2 separate regions of the Mus musculus genome follow, and region 2 is linked to region 1. The links are chromatin contacts, called in public HiChIP or PLAC-seq maps. All regions are on one chromosome and are shown on one strand. The core of a region is the stretch at or near the end of the contact, and the rest is flanking DNA. Distances in the headings are between cores, read along the strand shown. Region 1 overlaps Gm29695 (a long non-coding RNA gene). Region 2 overlaps Gm38446 (a long non-coding RNA gene).

Region 1 (5,692 bases), core at 1,524-4,023:
TCTTATGTTTGCACAACCTTCTATCAAGCCTTGCTTTATTTTTTTTAATTTTAAATTTATTTTTATTTTATGTTTATGGTGTTGTGCCTGTAGGTATATCTTACCAGGAGAAACCATCCAATCATCTGCAACTGGATGTCTACAATTACAGACACTTGAGCTACCTATGGTTCTGAGACCCAAATCTGCTCTCTTCAGCTCTCTGCTTTGGTTTTGGGGTTTTTTTGTTGTTTTTGTTTTTTTGTTTTGTTTTGTTTTGTTTTTGTTTTTTCGAGACAGGGTTTCTCTGTATAGCCCTGGCTGTCCTGGAGCTCACTTTGTAGACCAGACTGGCCTCGAACTCAGAAATCTGCCTGCCTCTGCCTCCCGAGTGCTGGGATTAAAGGCGTGCGCCACCACGCCTGGCTTGCTTTGGTTTTTTGAGACAGGGTATCACCACATAGCCCAGGCTGACCTGGATGACTTTCTTCTTCTTCTTTCCTTCTCCTTCTCCTTCTCCTTCTCCTTCTCCTTCTCCTTCTCCTTCTCCTTCTCCTTCTCCTTCTCCTTCTCCTTCTCCTTCTCCTTCTCCTTCTCCTTCTCCTTCTCCTTCTCCTTCTCCTTCTCCTTCTCCTTCTCCTCCTCCTCCTCCTCCTCCTCCTCCTCCTCCTCCTCCTCCTCCTCCTCCTTCTCCTTCTCCTTCTCCTTCTCCTTCTCCTTCTCCTCCTCCTCCTTCTCCTTCTCCTTCTTCTCCTTGTTTATGAGTGTGAGTACACAGTTGCTGTCTTCAGACACACCAGAAGAGGGCATCAGATCCCATTACAGATGGTTGTGAGCCACCATGTGGTTGCTGGGAATTGAACCCAGGACTTCTGGAAGAGCAGTCAGTGCCCTTAACAGCTGAGTCATCTCTCCAGTCCTGACCTGGACTTCTTGATTCCCTTGCTCATCCTCCTGGGTGCTGCGGTTGTCTTCAGGTCCCGTCATGCTAGACTTTTAGTTTTGATTTTTCAAGACAGAGTTTCTCTGTGTAGCCCTGGTTCACCTGGAACTAACTCTCTCTCTCTCTCTCTCTCTCTCTCTCTCTCTCTCTCTCTCTCCCTCTCTCTCTCTCTCTCTCTCTCTCTCTCTCTCTCTCTCTCTCTCTCTCTAAACCAGACTGGCCTTAAACTCAGAGATCCACCTGCCTCTGCCTCCCAAGTGCTGGGATTAAAGGTGTGCGCCCCCACTGCCTGGCTATTCTGGCCTTTTTTTAAAGGACAGATTTTACAGGAATAGGGGTCCTGTGAAGCCATGTCGATATCTCCAGCCATTCTATGGCTCTGCTCATGTGGCTGCCCCATTATGTTAGGAGGGCAAGAAGGTAAAGTATTAAAGGGAACAGGGGTTTACTGGGAGACTACGTGCAGGCCCGGGATGGACAGAAATCTAGAGTCAGAACATCAGTTCTAATCTCATTCTGTGACTTGCATAGCAAACAAACAGATTTATGAGAAGAGGAAAAAACAAAAAAAACAAAAAACGCGGCCTGTGAAGACAGTTGGAATGCTAAAGAGGCAGAGACCCCATAACCCACCCTAAATAGGCGATCAGAGACAAGAAAAGGCGCTTGTCCCAGGAACTTGCTCCTCTGTTCCTTAAGCCTGCTTTCTAGCTATTAACTGTCCTTGCTGTGCCTTGCTCCAGAAGGACATTTTTCTCAGCTGTCTATTTTGGTGTTTGTTGGGGGGAGGGGGCATTCGGGGTCATTGTCTGCGAATGAATCCTGGACAGCAGGAGCCTGCTGCTCTCGCTCCTCTGCCTGTCATCTGTCACAGAGCCAGAGCAGCCTGCAGCTAGGCTGTGGACTGCCTAATGAAGACAGAGAGGTGGTTCTGGCTGTGCACAGGTGTCGCTTCCCCATTAATGGAGGTGACATTCCGAAACACTACTCATTATAGAGCAGACATTGGACAGGGCTGGGACACATATTGATGGCAGCAGGGCCAGCCAGCGTCTGTCTCAAATCCCATTGCCCCTGAGCAGGGAGCGAGAGGGACAGAAGCATCCTGAGAGTGTCAAATCTACGGGCCCCTCTCTTTCCAGAGAAAAATGAATTCTCTACAGGCCTGACATTGGGGAGCAAGTCATTTTTTCTGCTGCTTTCTGACCCAAGGGTTAGGCCCACCCCAGTGCTGACCAACCCACATAGAATTCCTCAGTTTGTGTCCTCCTCGGAATGGCTTATAGGGCCAATGAATGTGGGTCATGTCAACTTCAGGCTTCCACATAGAGGCTCTGATGGCTCTCTTGGCAGTGGAAATTGACCCACCTTGTAACTAGGAGGGTATAGGTGCAGAAAACTTACAGGTTGGGGGCTGTCAGGGTCCCGGGACACATGGACACGGACAGAGGAAATGAAAACTGGACAGTTTCCTCTTGTCCTTACAGACTTTGATTGATTCCTGTAGGACAGGAACGGCCGACCCATCATCTTGAAGACACAGCTCCCAGAGCTAAGAGTAAAGTGGCCAAAAGAAGAGCTGCTACATGCAAGCACACACCCCTCAAAATTCCTGACGCCACCTTCCCTGGTCCCAGGCTTCGCGCACGCGCATTAGGCCGCCCCCGCGCAGCTTGGTTTTAAACTCGTGGCAGACGGAACTCGACTTAAAAATAACTGTTTTGACAGTTGCGATGTAAATATGTGAGTGACGCGTGGGGCTGTTTTTCCTTCGAGCTTCTCCCATTCCCCGGGCCAATCCTACACCCCACCCCACCCCGGCTCCGCTGAGGCTGAGATGACTAGAGCGCCTCCTGCAGGATACTCAGCACACTGCAGTGGAAGAATTCCCTTCCAACACACCACACCGCACCCACCATTCCTGTTTTTGCAGTTTTGAGATGAACCTTGCTATTTATCACAGACTGCCCTTCAATTCACAATCCTGTGTCTCAGCCTTCTCAGTGCTGGGATTAACAGGCGTGCGCAGCCCTCCTCACAACCCCATACCTACCCGTCTTCAGTTCAGTTTGACCTGTATTTACTAAGTCTCTCCTCTACACCCAGCACTGCGCTAGCTACAGTAGAACATGTGAGAGATACGAAAGGCAGACTGGCTATTTGTAACGCTTCCAACCGAGCGTCTCAGTTACCGTATCTTGAACACCTACCTGCCCAGGGCCAGGTACTAAGCTAGGAGAACGCCTGAACAAAGTTACCTTACTCAGCGCGGAAGAATTCCCTTTCAACATACCACACCGCAGGCGGCACAGAAACTCAAGGGGCGTTTTACTCTCTGCATTTTACAAGTGGCTAAGAGACCTGTGGGACATGAAGCAGCTTCAGTAGGCAAGCACAATTAGAACATGGAGCTGGGAACCTCAGTCTCTTCCTGTCCCCATAAGCCATCTTGTGATGGAAGGGCAGCAGTCATCCTCTCTATAGGTAGGGAATGAGGTCTATCAGGACACCAGCGAGTCATCTAAGATAAAGCCAGGACCATCAAGGACACTTTGAGTGTCCGTGCCAGCCTGCTCTTTCTGTCTTTCTAGTCAGACAACAGAAGGAAGGGACAGAGTGTACGTTGTCCTTGAGATTTCCAAACTATCTCTTACAAAATGTGAAAGAATGAGAGGAAGGAAGGTTGGAGTGTGAACCAGTGTATGCTCCGGTATTTATACCCAGCACGGTCTGAGACAGAGCAGATAGGGCAAGCTTCCAAGCTGACTTTTGAACTAAAAGCATTGGATGTGGGTCTGTCCCAGGTTAAGCCTTTATGAATACCTTGTCAGAGTCCATGCTGAGCGTGGTCTGTCCTTCACTGTCCAGACAGTGTCCTGTGCCCTTGGTTAGGTGTCCACTGATGCTCTCGGGTACTTTACATTTTATCTTCATGTATGGGTTTTTGTCTATGCCTGCTTGTCCCTATGAGCACCATGCACATGCAGGAACCTGAGGAGGACAGAAGAGGGCGCTGGATCCTCTGAAACTGGAGTTACGAGCAGTTTGTAAGCTGCTCCATATAAGAGTTGGGAACTGAACCCGGGTCTTCTGCTAGAGCAGTGCTCTCAACCACTGTGCCATCTCCCCAGCCCTGCTCTCGGGTTTGTTTCTCCCCCTTCCTGTCCCAGGAGAACCTCTGAGGCAGCCGCTGGTGCTGGGAAATGTCTGTTAGTCACACAGCATTCCTCCCTCCTGAATGTTAACCCTGTAGGATCAAAGGTTTGTGTCAAAGCACTAATGCAATGCCAGGAGTCAGACTCTGGGGGCCGAGAGGAACTTGGGAACAAGTGGACTCACTTGTGACAGAAGAGGCTCCCACAACATGGTAATACCATATTGGCTTTCGCCTGTGCATACAGCCAGGCTCAGCTCCGAACCCATCTCCTCTGAGAAGCTTTTCCTGGCTCTCAAGCCCCGAAGCACTTTGCTTGAGCTCTGCCTAGAGGATCCTTGAGTCTTGTCATGTTGCTTTCTGTCATGTCTCGAGTTCCTAAGGAGTGGGGGCACCGCTGACATCCTGTTTCTCCTCAGTGGCGCCCACAGTGTCCTGCTCAGGGTCAGGATTCAATACTGACTTTATGAATTCAATGAACAATAGCACTCATTTCTTCAGGGTGAAAACGGATGCAGATAGCAGCGGGCAAGCATGCAAGCTGACAGTTGAGTCAAAAGCATAGGATGTAGGTCTGTCCTGGTTAAGCCTTCATGAATACCTTGTGCCAGGCATTAAGGAAGCTCAGCTGGGAGAAGAGAGCCATCCTGACCATGACCAGTCAGTCCACTGCTGTCTACAAAAACTGCGCATCATCTGTAATCCTCCGCCTTCAGGAAGCTCAAGGAGGAGGATCAGATGTCCGAGGCCACCCCAGGTAGCAGAGTAAGTACCTAGGCCAGCCTGGGCAATAGAGAAAGATCCTGCCTAAAGACCATAGTTTATCAATTCATGTACAGCTGTCACGTGACTTGCCTTAAACCAGCCCTTCCTTATAGAAGGCTGGCTTTGAGGCTATGGCTGATGGCTTAGGTTCTCTGTCCTTTCTTTGGGGCCCCATTTCCTCACAGTAAGTAGAATCTCTGCCCTACCCCCTCCATCCTTTTTAGAGCTCTAATGATATATAATTCATAACACCTGGTAATCTTTGTTCTGAATGCAGCTCAGACTTTCTTTCCTTGCAAGACCGACAATCACGCATTCTGTCAATAGTTCTGAGAAGCCCAAGTAAAGATCTTTATTTTATATTAAAGTAGCTGTAAGCCGTGAGACCATAGGGCAGTTCTAAACCATTACCGCTCTCCAGCTCGAGACCCACTAGTTTCCTGAGATGCTAGGAGGCAGGAGGTTGGCTTTTCTCAGTTTATAGACAGTACAAATGAGGCTCATAGTACCAGGGCCTCCGGTGTCCCCCAGGTCTCCTCGCCTGTGCACACACTCCTGACTTTCCTACACAGCTTCATTTTCCCTCTTCTCAGATCGGCACGAACGAGTTTGGCTTCTGCTATGTATTACAGTGTGAAATCAACACAGATACCCCACACGCCTTGACAACATAATTCACTTGCTGCAAAGGGACGTAATAAAGTGTGTTTATTACAGCAATTATCAGAGCAGAATCTGCCAGCATGCTTTTCAGTGGCGACCAGAAAATGCTTACTCCAGATGCATAGATTTCGGAAACTGTGCAGCTAGAGCCAAAATAAAACCAACGAGGCTTAGTAAATGGGTCTCAG
Region 2 (5,942 bases), core at 2,247-4,746, 70 kb before region 1:
GACCTAAATGTAGAACTTACGGCTGTGCCTTCTGGAGGTGAGCCAGGGCCAGACTAATACAGCACCTCCATTTTAGTCAAATTGCCACCGTTTCAGCAACTAAAGTTGTTTGATTTCTAAAATTACATTAGTTCTTGATGTCATGCCCTGTGGACCCCCAAGTAATGTCCACACAGGGAAGACATGTATGGGTCACCTGACATTCTTTAACTACTTCACTGATCGTCCGTAGGCCTAAAGGGAGACTTTTGTCAACCTTCTTCCCATTCCCCTACTCCCCCACCCCACCCCCACCCCATAACTGCCTGCCTAGTTGTGCATGGAAGGCCAGCTGATTCTTCTTTGTTTTGTTTTGCTTTCCTTTATAATTTAGAATCTTGTTAACAATTCATTATATCATCAGTAGAAAACAAAACAAACAAAACAAAGCAGCCATTTTAGAAGATAACATGCTAAATGCCCGATACCAGGGAAAACAGGTCCCCTCACTGGACTCTACTGGCAAACCCAGGGATGCCCTGAACTCTACAGTCTCCATCTTGGATGGATGATGAAGCATTCAAGTAAACGGTGAGGAGTTCCAGGTGTGAGTTTCTGAGAAATGCCGCCTCAGAGGAGACTCCGGAGCAGCCATGGCCCTCCAGTTCATCCAGTATTGCGTGGCCTTGAGCTTAACCGGCCATTTTCTTCTGAGGAGCTCTGATGATGTGTCAGTCTCAGGACTTAGTGGTTATAAAACATCTTCCATATTAACAAACACTTGAGCCACATGAACACGATTCTCATCGCTTCTCCAACTTCCTGTACTTGGCTTCCAGTTTTTTTGAATAAGCATCGAGCTTGTAGGCTGCCTGGTCCTCAATCATGTTGATCTGGTCAAGATACGGCTGTAGTTCCGCATATTTCTGGTTTAAGTCCTTCAGGTTTCTGCTGATGTTGATAGCAATATCTTTCATCTCAAGGTACTTCAAGCTTGTTAGCTTATTCATATTTTCCAGGAGTTTGTAGTCTTCACTGGTGGCTGTCAGTTCCCCAGTCAAGTATGTGGCCATTTTGGAGAACATGTCCCGGCAGAGCTCATTGATGTCAGCTTCGGCAGGCTCCTTTGCTTCCTCGGCTGTCTCCACCGCAGCATCATCTGAAACGCCAACTCCGTTCCCATGCTCAGGAGCTAGGCTTTCGTCTCAGTGCCCCGACTGCGGCAGACAGGTCCACGGGCTCCTGCATCTGGACCTAGCCTCCCCACCACCAGCCGCCGCATCTCCATCCACGAAGGGTAGTACCTCGAGGCCAGGCCAGCTGATTCTTACAAGGCCCCCTCTGTGGGGGCTCCCAAGTGAAAGCCTGAGCTGTCCGGTCTCCTGTTCCCTTGTCTGTTTTTCCTTCTTGCTGACCTTTCTATGAGGACTCTTAGTTCTGTGTCAGGGAAGTTTTCTCTCTGGGGTGAGTCTCTGAGGAGAAAACAGGGCAGGGGGAGAAAAAGCCTGCACACCACAAGTCCCCCTCTAACTGAGTGCTGGGACAGTGGGAAGTCTTCCTCTATGGGAGGGGCTGGTAGGCGTGGCCAAGGAGTAAATGAAGCGATATTACAGGTTTCCAGCCTTTGCCCTCTCTATGGTTGTCTCTTAACCCTCCGGTCCCTCAATTTCAGTAGCTATAAACTGAGCAGATTTCCCAAGGTGATTGAGTTCTAGGCTTCACTAAGCAATTATACTTGATGAAGTAGTGGTCCCAGAGTATATATGCTTGTCAAAACCATCTAATATTTATTTGAGCATTTATTATATGGCCCAGTATATTTTTACAGGGCTGCAGATGGAACGCAGAACCCTGCGAATGCTAGGCAAGCACTCCACCACCAAAAGCGTCCCAGCCTCTACATCCTGATTTTTTAAAAATGTGAGTTTATGTAACCAAGTAAATCAGCCTTGCCGCGTAGGGAGCACTCTTCGTCCCTGGTTTTCTGCCCAGGAAAAGAGAGAAGAGAATGGAATTCTAGAAGCAGAGAGGACTGCACGGGGAGGACATGCTGTCACAAGCTGTGTTGATTTCACAAGCAATGGACCTCCTGCGTAGACTCAGTTATCCTCAGTGTTTCTTGGGGCTTGAACACTGGCCTGTCAGCTGCAGGGGAAATGGCTCTGTAATTGAATTGCCTGTATTGGCTTAGCTCTAACATCATAAGAACGGAGTACAAGACCGTGACCTGCAGGCTAGTTGCCCCTTGTCCCACAAGACTCTCCATCACCCCTGTATCCACGACCACTATCCCTTTGTCTCCCAGCCTTCCTGCTGAGCTATGCTCTGGTCCCTGAGCGGAGTGGCATGGTGACTATTGGATGCAGGCTGTCACTCTTAATGAAGCGTTGGTCCACAGAGGCAATCGTCTATCACAGCAGTCCCAGGATGATCCGTGAGCTGCATGTTAGAAATGCCTGACAGAGATGGGCTACAGCTCAATTAAAGAGAAGCGTGTGCGTGCATGTGTGAGGGATGTACATGCGCACTCACACACCGGAGGCTAGAGAGTAGAGAGTACGAATCAAGTAAATCAAGTAAAAATGCTCCCGGAGGACGGGCCAGGAGCTAACAGCTTGCCTGAATGGCAGCGGCCTGGGAGACCATTGAGGTTAGACTATTTCTACCAAGTAGCTCCCAAACCTGGGAAGCTTGTAGGATATTGTTTTCTCATTCTATGGAGCGATGGATGTGAATTTAATAAGCCATGTATGAGGATAATTTTTAACTCAATTTGGGACTATCCAGTCTAAGAAAATAGTTCAGGGTGCCAGCTCTTTTGCTTTATTTGGAGTTATAAGATTTCATGAGAGGCGTGGGGGATGGAGGTCAGGGGCAGAGTCCTCAAGTGTTGCACACAAGGCCCTACGCTGGGCCTTTAGGAAACCCAGAGGAAAAAAGGAGGGCAATAAGAAGGTGATGGTGTTTCCAGTGTGGCATTCCCTTCAAGACTCCAACAGGGAAGAGAAGGGGATGAGCCGAAATTGTGACATCCAACCCCTAAGACAACTGTCGCTTGACTCTGAAGAGATGGTGGGCAGGTAACTCCAGCTCCAAAGGATCTGGGACTCCCTTGTGTCCTCTTCAAGCATCTGCACAGATCTGGCACACACACGGTATACACAAAAGAGGCGTGTGTGCACATACACACACATACATATGGTACACACACATAGCACACACAGCACTCACACACCACATACATATGGTACACACACCACACACACACACACACACACACACACACACACACCACAGTGGGCCAACACTGACTAGTTCAGTGAAGGGTTCCATGTACTCAGGTCCTCTCTCCTCACCCAAATCACAAGAGGCCAGAGCAGACATAAAGACAAGGGCTGGAGCTGACATCTCCTCTAATTTAAACTCTGCTCACAAAGAGGCCAGAGAACAGGGGGAGGAGGGATAGAAATCAAGTAAGTAAACGCCAGCCCTTCCAGTTGGTCAGAAGCCATTAGTCTGGCAGAGGATCCAATTAGAAACCGTTGAATTAGCATCGTAAAAGAGGAATGGAACAGGACAGGGCACAGCAGGGGAGGGACAGAAAAAGTGAGACAGGAGGCAGAGATCAATAGAGGATTACCATAAGATGTGCAAATGACAGGAGATCAGCAGAGAGATGCCTTCCACACAACAGGGCACCCACGCCAGACACCCGGCATAAAACATCCACACAGTTCCGTGGTCTTCTCAGATCCCATCTCAGGGCTGGACTATTTTGGAAGAGATTTCTCCCTTTTGCTTGAAACTATAGACAAATGGGCAGCTTTCAGGCATTCGGGGGAGGGGGAGTGTTGGAAATTAATGGAAAAACAGAAAGGGAGTGACCCTCTGCAGGCAGTGCTGGGAGGTGCATTGTTTCCCTGTGAAGCTACTTGGACAGATTGGAAATGCATTGGATTGCCACGTTGAGTCACACAGGCAGTAAAAATTATTTAATGTTGTGTACAGTGCTTGCCAATGCTAAGCCTTTCTTTCACTTTCTCATTTTAACAAACTTTCTCACTTTAAATTTTAAAATTTCTTATTTTCTTGTCCAGAGAGAGATTATGGTTCCCTCCCTTTCTCCTAAACCAGAAGATTTCAGGGCAATACTCTTAAAAGCCGAATCATTTGCCTGTGGTTGCCACGAGCTTCTGACCCCAGGGGTGGGGGGATAATATACTGAAGAAGAAAATGAAAGTTGCCCTAAGTTAGGACAGCCAGGGCTCAGGGGCACACAAGGCATGGGACATCCATCTTTAGAGAGCAGAGGCCACTTGAGGCAGAGACAGTAGGTTCCCATTTATAGACCGGTGTGCAATGAGGATTGCCAGGTAAAATACAGGAAACCCAGGTAAGTTGGAATAGTTAGGGTCAACTAAAAATGATTTATTGACTAGCTGGGCGTGGTGGCGGACTGAAATTCAGATTGAAGTGGGTGCTCCATATTGCTCTTTACTAACTGGTTGGAGATATGTACATATATATGTATATATAAAGAAATAACTAATCCATCAAGTCTCAGCCTCAGCACTCTATCAAGGGCTTGAGCGTGGCTTGACGTAAGTAATGTCTGCAAACATCTCTGTAAAGTGAGCATAGGCAAACCTGCTTCACGGTTGAGGAAGCTGGGGATTTAAAGGTTTAAGTAAGTGACTCAGAGTCAAACTGGAAGAAAGCCACGGGATGAGCTCTACCCTAGGTCCAATCAATTCCCAGATGCCTACTTGTAGCCTTCCACAAGCCAGAAGCAGGCTGAGCCAGACCTTGACTTTGCTACACCACTAAGGAGATCACCTAGGGTGGAGCCTGCCTCCCTGGATCATTCTATTGTTCAGCCACTGCCACTGCTGCTACCTGCTGGGAGTCGGCCTAGCTGTTCCAGAGTCTACATCTGATCCTACACATGGTCACCTCCAGCTTGGGAATGGGCGTCCCCTCTCCTTTATAAAGCGTGTCTACCATTAAAAATTTGAACCTTGAGCAGACTAGTTGTCTTGGTTCCATTATTTCTCTACCCGTCTAGATTCCCTCTTCTCTTCCAGCTCCAAGATGCCTCCCAGACTTAAACATGAGAGCCGCAGGCCAGCCCCAACACCTACTGAAAAGCCAGGTGAAGGAGACTGAGAGCTGAGCATCCTTGCTTGAATGTCAGGTTAGGACAGACTCAGGTCTCAAGCCAAAAGGATGGCTCACTGAGGTAAGTGTTTCTTGTTCTTTCAAAGGACCCTGTTCAGTTCCCAGAAACCATGTTCTGTTGCTCACAACTATCAGGAATAATTAAAAATAATTAAAGCGCCGGGCAGTGGTGGCGCACAGTTTTAATCCCAGCACTTGGGAGGCAGAGGCAGGCAGACCTCTGTGTGATCAAGGCCAGCCTGGTCTATATAGCAAGCTCAAGACCAGCCAATGCTATACAATGAGGCCCTGACTCAGCATAAATAAGTAAATAAATAAAGTTTTTGTTTTGTTTTTTAAATGAAAAATGTAGCATTAGCTAGATGTAGGTCCACATCCTCACTTGATCACAAACCAACCTTCTGAGTCTAACTTCCTTCCATATAAAATCAGCATTATATAATGCCTACTTCACAAAATTACTGAGAGAAGTGAATGAAATAATTCATGCAAGGTACTTAGCATAACTCCAGGTATACTGCAAGCTCTTAATCAAGGTTGCTTATGCTACTGAGGTTGGACAAGCTCCGGCTTTTGCATGTAATCACAGATCATCCTTACTTCCTGTACCTTCAGTTACACAGGATAGCCTCTGGAGATGTATGTGCACAGGTACGTAGCGTTTCCAAGAAATACATCTGTCAGATGGACAAACACACACTTCAAAGTCACAAGCCCCAGCCAGGAGATAGCCAGACTTTAACATGGGTGGAGCTTTGTGGCACACTCAGGTGGGGAATATGTAC

The links. HiChIP or PLAC-seq counts read pairs in DNA pulled down with a chosen protein or histone mark.
Region 2: a contact with region 1 is called in an H3K27ac HiChIP or PLAC-seq map of embryonic stem cells, with 12 read pairs. The contact joins two enhancer-like sites. A contact is called at or near these places in 10 of 39 promoter capture datasets (the HPC-7 cell line, HPC-7-derived erythroid cells, cranial neural crest and 5 more), 5 of 484 Hi-C or Micro-C datasets (bone marrow-derived macrophages, embryonic stem cells, hematopoietic stem cells and 1 more), 8 of 115 datasets of contacts at active chromatin or transcription factors (embryonic hindbrain, embryonic midbrain, embryonic stem cells and 1 more) and 4 of 9 other capture datasets (adipose tissue, liver, macrophages and 1 more).

The regions. Positions count from the first base shown.
Region 1 is chr1:132,209,387-132,215,078 of GRCm38.p6, reverse strand. It overlaps Gm29695 (a long non-coding RNA gene), which reads right to left. Exons shown (of 2, transcript XR_387385.4): 2 at 5,532-5,692. It also overlaps a transcript of Lemd1 not described here. Among named protein-coding and RNA genes, the nearest start is that of Lemd1, 14 kb to the left of the region's middle. Within about 2 kb of position 2,773, at least 54 of the 459 cell types and tissues checked have an H3K27ac peak or open chromatin away from gene starts, as enhancers often do. A contact at or near this core is called in embryonic stem cells, where this site is marked.
Region 2 is chr1:132,279,650-132,285,591 of GRCm38.p6, reverse strand. It overlaps Gm38446 (a long non-coding RNA gene), which reads left to right. Exons shown (of 4, transcript XR_387390.3): 2 at 5,064-5,218. It also overlaps the pseudogene Gm7241. Among named protein-coding and RNA genes, the nearest start is that of Gm29630, 4.2 kb to the right of the region's middle. Within about 2 kb of position 3,496, at least 36 of the 459 cell types and tissues checked have an H3K27ac peak or open chromatin away from gene starts, as enhancers often do. A contact at or near this core is called in embryonic stem cells, where this site is marked.